Linked DNA regions of Anser cygnoides: region 1 is linked to region 2. Evidence: chromatin contacts called from public Hi-C data. All regions are on one chromosome and are shown on one strand. Each heading gives the region's core, a stretch centred on a gene start, on an enhancer-like site or on the middle of the called end of the contact. The rest is flanking DNA. Distances are from core to core; before and after follow the strand shown.

Region 1 (3,605 bases), core at 247-2,746, 150 kb after region 2:
AGAGCCCCACGGGCTTTGGACAAAGCCCTAAGAATTGAGGAGGGGTGAACATATCGGCTGCAGAAGGCCCTGGCTGGCATGGACCGCGCGGGACACTAGGAGCGGAGATCCAAGTGTTTCAAAGCAGATGCTTCCCACGACCACCCCTCCAGCTACAGCCATGTCAATAACCCCCAGGAGGAGCGTGCTGCTGCTAACTGAGTATCTTCTCAACTGCCAAGCGGCAGGAAGGCTGCTTAGAGGCGGCTGGCTCTTCATTTTCCCTTCTGTCACCGAAGGGCACCAATGTAAAGGAACTCCTGGGGACAGGATCAGAGGGAAAGGTGGAGTTTCTTTTTCATATCCTCGAATTTCCTGTCTCTTTTCCACACTGAAGTTTAATTTCCTTTTCAAAAAGGGCTTTTGGAGCTTATGAAAATTGACCCAAAAGATTACAAGGGCTTTGTCACCCTTCCAATCTCTCTGAAGGATCCATAATTAGGGAGGTTTTTCCTTTAACATGTGTGCCCAGCAGGCAAATATATAATTTAGACTTACAATTATATGAAAGAGTTATTTCTGTGTGTTGGACACATACACACTCAACCTTGACAAATAGTTGAAAAATCCTGCAAGTCTCAAAGGAGTAAATATGCATCCAGGCATTTTATTTTTTTATTTTTTAACTAGTTTGTTTTCTGTTTCTGCCAAAACTAAAATCAATCATTACAAGGACAAAGGTTCCACGCTCGCTGCTGAGACATCTCCAGCGCAACACCAACACACCTAACAAACAAACTCGGAGATTAGTTATTTATACTCCGCTGGAGACTCATTCTGCGAGCAGGGATGTGCTGGTACCTCAGGCAGCCAGCCTGCTTTCCCCTAACGGAGCAACACTGCCTTCCCTCCCTCGCCGCACAGCCCACCCAAGTGAAAAAAATAAATAAGCAAAGAAATGAATCCATACAAACAGCGGGCTGTGGGACTCCGTTAGGCTTCTCCCCAGCCACCCAGCCACGGAAGGGGGCTGCCCGGAGCCTCTCCGTGCCCCCCAGCCCACCTCTGCCCCTCTGCGGGGATTTTTGGGGGGCGCAGCCCGGCGGGATGGGGCGCAGCCGCCCCGCTCCGGAGCGGCCGGCGGAGGATGCTGCGGGCTCCGGCGGGGCCACCCTCTGCCTCCAGATGATCACAATAACACCGCCACCCCCCCTCCTCCCCCAAAAAAATAAATAATAATAACAACCAACTTAAGCGAACGAGGAGCAGCAGGGGGAGCGGGAGGATTTGCAGGTAAGCGGGGGAGGAGGAGGAGGAGGAGGAAGAGGAGGGAGCCCGGTACTCACGGCGGGGCGCCGGGGGCCGGCTGGCGGCCAAACCCCATGGCCGGGGAAAGGGCGAACCGATCGCTGCCGGATCCTCGCCGAGCTGCTGCAGCCTCCGCTCCCCCGTCCCTCCCCTTCCCTCCCCGGCAGGGCTTCCTGCCCGCTCATATAGCGCGCCCCCAGCCACGTGGAAGGAGCCGGGGCCCCCGGCGGCTCCTCCTCGGAGCCGGGCGAGGCGGAGCCGCCCCCTTCTGCCCCCCCCCCCCCCTCCGCCCCCCTTTCCGCGGCTCTCCGCGGTGCTGCGCGGCTGCTGCGCGGCGCAGGAGGCGCAGGAGGCGCGGGGCGCGCAGGAGGCGAGATGCGCGCACAGCCCGTCCCCGCCGGCCGCCAGCCCAAACTTCGCCCCCGCCCCATCCACCGAGGCGAAATACCTGCTCCTGACACCGCCCTGCGTCGGCCCCCCCCCCCCCCCCCCGAAACGCTTTCGCCCCCCCTCGTTTTCCCCTCCGCGCCCCAAAAGCTCTCCTTGTCTGAAAATTGCGCCCGCGCGGATCCCCGGCGCCGAGCGCAGGAGGGAAAGCGGAGAGAAATTCAGGGCTTCCCGTGGGGAGAGCGCGTTTTGCGTCATTAATGATGATTAAAACAAAAAAAAAAAAAAAAGAGCACATAGTAAATAATGCCTTCTTCGCGTCCAGTATCTGACGTTTTTAAGGTTACTATAAAATGCTGCGGAATTAAAAAGCGTCGTTAAAGAACCCCCAGACAGATACTTGCAACTGGTAAAGTGTCTGGTGAAACTATTTGACGCAATGCCGGCTTTAGGCACCTATCCTGTGGGTGCTCAAAGTCCGTGCAGGTTTCAGCCTCACCAACTTGTTTCCACTCCCTCACTTCTCTGGATTGTCCAGCTTTTCATTTCTATTTTAACTCCGGGATTGCAATTAACAAAGAAATCCTTTGGATTATTCTGAAAGCTCTCTGAGGCCAAAACCAGTGTCAAGTGTTTCAGCAAAATGTAACAATGGGCACCCCAAGGGGAGAGAGCAGATTTGGGCTGGTGTTTGCCCTCCCTGCATTTGCTCTCTTTTCAGTAGGTAACCTGCCATCCTCCAAACAAGCCAACTGCCATCGCGGCTAGGCCAAGAAGCAGAAGTTAAAATAGAAAAATCAGCATTTGCTGTGTACGCAGTTGCCAAGAAGCTATTTCTCCTCGCCTGTGTAAATAAATTGCTGTTCAGCAATGGCTGGCTTGCTCTGAAAGACTCGCGGGGAAGCTAAGCGCTATCACCGTGCTATTGCTGGAGGAAAGAGGAGGCACGGGTGGGAGCGTGGCCAACAGATGCCCCATCCCCAGATCCTCCAATACTTGGGCTGAATAAGACCCAAGGTGTTCGTGCACGCTGAAATGCACTGCAATGGCTGCGTGCTGTCACAGCCAGCATCATGGGAGCGATTGCTGACCCTGCCAGAGCGATATAAATGCTGTCCCCGTTCCAAGGCCAAACTCCATGTAGATGGGCTTACTGGGAAATCTGTCTTCTTATCGCAGCTGATCATACGTGTTTGTTAGGTATTGTACAGAGACACCTATTGACTGCTATAGCTGCCTGTGAAGCAGATTAAATACTTCTGAAAAAAAAAAATTTTGTAACCGTGAAACTAGGATTATTGGCCACAACTGAACTCTGAACTCTGTTCTGACTGGTAAGAGAGACAGGTCATCTACATATATGTTATTTCTGCTGAGAAAATGAACAATATTCTTTATTTAGATGCGCAAGAGGCACTGCAGTTACTTTACACAAATGTCGTCATTAGAACAATGTAATAAGTAGTGAAAACAAGAACGTGAACTTTATAAAGGTATCTGATAGCAATTGACTTTGCCATGTTTGATAGATGGTTTGATCTCAGCCAGTTAGGTCATCTTGCCTTATTTACTTATTTATTTATGTTGCAAACTAAACACTGAACTGCTGTCCTATCTGTTCAGATTTCTCAGAACTGCCGTGGTGTCCTCTGATCCTAAGCCTGCTGTGGCAGCTGAGAACTGCTCAGAGGTTTGAAACAGGTATTTAGATCAGGTCCTCAGCAGCCTCCACAGTGTCCAGAATCTGACTCCGGGGTTAAGGTGCTTTAAAAATCAAGGAGGAAAGAACCCAAAAAAGCATGCAGCATCTTCCTCTGGTTGCTGTTGGTGCTTGTATGGCAAGGAGATGGAAGAGCTCGGTGGGACTGAACGTACGGCCAGTGCTCTCAGCATCTGCTTCACAGCACCTAGATGCAGAACTGTGTCTGAGA
Region 2 (3,565 bases), core at 816-3,315:
AAGGGCACCTCTCAGTTCACTTATTGTTGAAATTTTGGTTCAAAGTTTCCAAAGTTGAAGTCCAGCCTGTTCAGATGTTTTTGTAACCGCAGTGCAAGCAACTCAGATTCAGAACTTGCGGCCTCTAGTTCCCTACTTATGACATAGTATCTGTTCTGTTTATACTGAAAAATATTAAGTATGGAAACCATACACATCCTAAGTAGTTTCTCATTAATGTATTAAAGCCTCTTTTTACTGCACCAGTATTATCCAGAAACCTGTATATGTCAAATCACATACCAATTCCTCCTGAATCCATTCATGAATTATTCTTAAAGGCCACAGACCTTATTAGTACTCGGGAGATTGTACAAATGTTTAAGGAACACTAGTTTTGTAGCATCTACTCCTATTTTACCATTTTATCCACCACCACTAAGCTCTTGCTGTGTGCAAGACAGAGTACCTGCTGTTTACATGAGCACTGGTGATAAAAACAGTGTGTCAAACTTTGTTAGACTTTAGTTAAGAGAACACGAGATTTTTAAAAGCATGCTCCCAGACCCAAGTTCAGACTGCACCAGCTTAACAGGTGAAGTTTTGCTGTAAGTTGCCAGTAACAGAGTAGACTAAAAACAGCAAGGTAGGCTTACATGTTTGCCTTTGATAGCTCTTGTTTACAGAGTATTTCTATTGCTTGCCCCAGTGGTGTTTTTTCAGCAGCTGTATCTTTGACACAGTTGTGTATAAAATAACAATAAAAAAGTAAACAAAAACTCAGAAGAAATCATAACAGTGTAACACTTAACAGAGTATCTGGACATACAGCTTTGGGTTGTCTTTGACCTCTTCCATGCCTCTACTACTGCATTTTTCAGGTTCAAAATACAGTTTATATTTAAATAGACAACTCAGAAAAAAAAAAATCCAAATTACATAGCTGGTAAATACCTCCATCTGGAAAGTAAAAGTAGCCCAGTTCTGGGGATGGGGTACAAAATTGGGCACTGGGGGCTTCATAAAACAGTGGGTAAGATATGGAGTGATACAAGCGTTTCATAAGAAAACCATAATACAGTGGAAAGCACTAACCAAAACATCCTCACTAGCAGAAGTGAAATCTCATATTTCATGAGATCCAGTACATAGGCTTTGCCTCTGCTGCAAACACCGCAGTGAAGTGCTATGAACCTTAGCAGTGCCTGGAAGTGCTCACAGTAAACTGCACCTAGCATCACATATTAAGACAATAACCCCACAGAAACAACTGACTAGTAAAGGCTGGACACCAATCAAGTCTGTCGTCTGCTCCAAATCCAACGTGGAGCTGCGACAGCACAGAAACACAAGCAACAAGCGCCAGTAGTCAACTTCCGTAAGAAAGTATGTGCCTTCGCTTCACAGCTGTTTACCAGCCCAGCCCGCTGCTGTCACGGGAGGCAGCAGCATCCAGCAGCTGCCCCAGTCGCCACTCCCACCCACCAGTGCACAGCCCCTGTTCTGCGAAGAGCCACTCGCTCCTTCACCTCCTCAGCCTGCAGCCAGCAAAGTCCTCTTTGGAAGAAAAAGAAAAGAGACAGAAAATGAAAAAGAAGAAACAAAAAAACAAAAAAGATACAGAAAAAAAAAAAAGAGATAGGAAAAAAAAAAAAGAGATAGAAAGAAAGAGATAGGAAAACGAGAAAGATATAAAAAGAAAACGAGAAAGATGATACAAAAAGAGAAAGATAGGAAAAGAAAAAGATGATAGAAAAAGAGAAAGAGAAAAAAAAAGAAAGAAAAAGGTTGAGTGACTGAGTGGATAGATAGATAGATAGATAGATAGATAGATAGATAGATAGATAGATAGATAGATAGATAGATAGATAGATAGATAGATAGATAGATAGATAGATAGATAGATAGATAGATAGATAGATAGATAGATGCTCGCGGTACTTGCCGCAACAGCTGCTCTCCGTGCGCCGCCGCCGCCGCGCTCCGACCGCCGCTGCCTTCCCCCGCGGGTCGGATTTATAGCCCGCGCCCCGCCCGCCGGGCGGCGCTGCCCGCCGCCACCGCCGCCGCCGCCTCCCCGCCGGGAGCACGGGGCGGGCCGCCACCCGATCCGCCGCTCCGCCCGGCCCGGCCCGGCGCCCCAGGGCTCCCCCCGCCGCCAGCCGATGCCTGCAGCGGTTACAGCCCGCACGCCTCTTCCGCGCAGGGTCTCTATATGTCAGCTGCCCCCTTGTCGTAACCCCACGTCTTCCCCTTTCCTCGGGGTCATGCAGCCCAGGCGGGGGGAGGCTGATGTCTGAACGGCTGAGACCTTCTGCCCTGCTTCACGAAGTGTTTACTGCGCAGGGTGTGAAGCGTTGCACACAGTTTGATGAGGAGACGGGAGTTTAAACAGGAGGTTTTCCCAGTGGCCCAAAGAGAAGCATTCCTGGGAAAAGCTGAGAAAAGGACTACAACTGGGGTGTCCTGGCACAGGTGGTCAAAATCATGCGGATGTGTGTAATACTATATAAAAATAAGTCTGTTTACCAAATCCTGAATTGCAAAACTTATGCTTGTGCATTACCATCACCACTAGGAATGAACACTGATCTCAGCAGAAACAAAATAATGCCTTCCTATGTTTCTGATGAAGTTCAGAGGGTACAATGGGAGCAACAAGTGCTGTGTGAGTTTCCCAGAGAACAGCTCTTTGGCAAGAAGCGCAGCTAATCGTTTATTCCAAAAAGGGGCCCTAGCGGGCTGAGTAAAGAATATCTTCATATACACAGTTCTGCGTGTAACTACCCGCAAAGGGACAGGTTAAACTGTGACAGCCTGGGCTGCTTTTTCTGTGACTTTCTGTAAAGCACACTTACTCCATGTGTGTGATTTTACTTAACAGCCTCACTTTTATGACAGGTTACTCTGCCCCAAACTGATGAAATGCACAGAATGTTATCATACTCCCTCATGTAGTGGCTTGAAGACAAAATCAGAAATTCCTGAAACTCTGGTAAACTCTGTCTTTGTTTTATTGCTACACAATAAGCTTATTAAGTCTAGTCTACAAAAGCTTGCTGCTGTTCAAATGCATATTAGCTTCTCTCCTCCTAACCCAGCTTCTGCACCTGAGTGAAAAGTGCTGACCTTGGAAAAAGAACCCTGGAAAACTGGTTCCTATTTCACCATGTTGTACAGCTCATACTATGAAATATTATTGTTTAATAAATCTAATTTCTTATCAGCTTTTCTTACTTTTGATTAGTTAATGTATGCAAGGATTAAAAGTATTTCTAAAACAACAAAAGAGAAGCATTTGTCATTCTAAGACAGAGCTGCTTTGTGCGTTTTTTTGTTTTTTTTTTTTTTTCATAAAAGGTCTAACCTTTTTCATACCCATTTTAAACTACAAGGCCAGGAATCCAATGAAACCATGAAAAATAATTTATAACTGAGCCAAGTTTGAAGTCAGATCTTCAGAATGAAGTCATCTAATCACTGGCTCCCTGTGTTTGTTATGGAAGATCTGTCTAGCTCAGTGGCTCTTAAAGTTATGGAACAAGTGCAAATGCTAGAACAAGAAGATGGGCTTGACTAATTTTCC

What was found. A called contact is a pair of places that touch in the nucleus more often than the background predicts.
Region 1: a Hi-C map of liver shows a contact between it and region 2, with 2.3 times the contacts expected there. The contact joins the promoter of ST3GAL1 here to the promoter of NDRG1 in region 2. A contact is called at or near these places in 2 of 7 Hi-C or Micro-C datasets (both in liver).

Annotation. Positions count from the first base shown.
Region 1 is chr2:155,773,276-155,776,880 of Taihu_goose_T2T_genome, forward strand. ST3GAL1 (ST3 beta-galactoside alpha-2,3-sialyltransferase 1) reads right to left here and starts at 1,497. Exons shown (of 6, transcript XM_066990761.1): 1 at 1,326-1,497. The coding sequence starts at 1,472. LOC106043263 (a long non-coding RNA gene) reads right to left here. Exons shown (of 3, transcript XR_001211591.3): 3 at 2,965-3,581.
Region 2 is chr2:155,626,062-155,629,626 of Taihu_goose_T2T_genome, forward strand. NDRG1 (N-myc downstream regulated 1) reads right to left here and starts at 2,066. Exons shown (of 17, transcript XM_048049918.2): 1 at 1,925-2,066.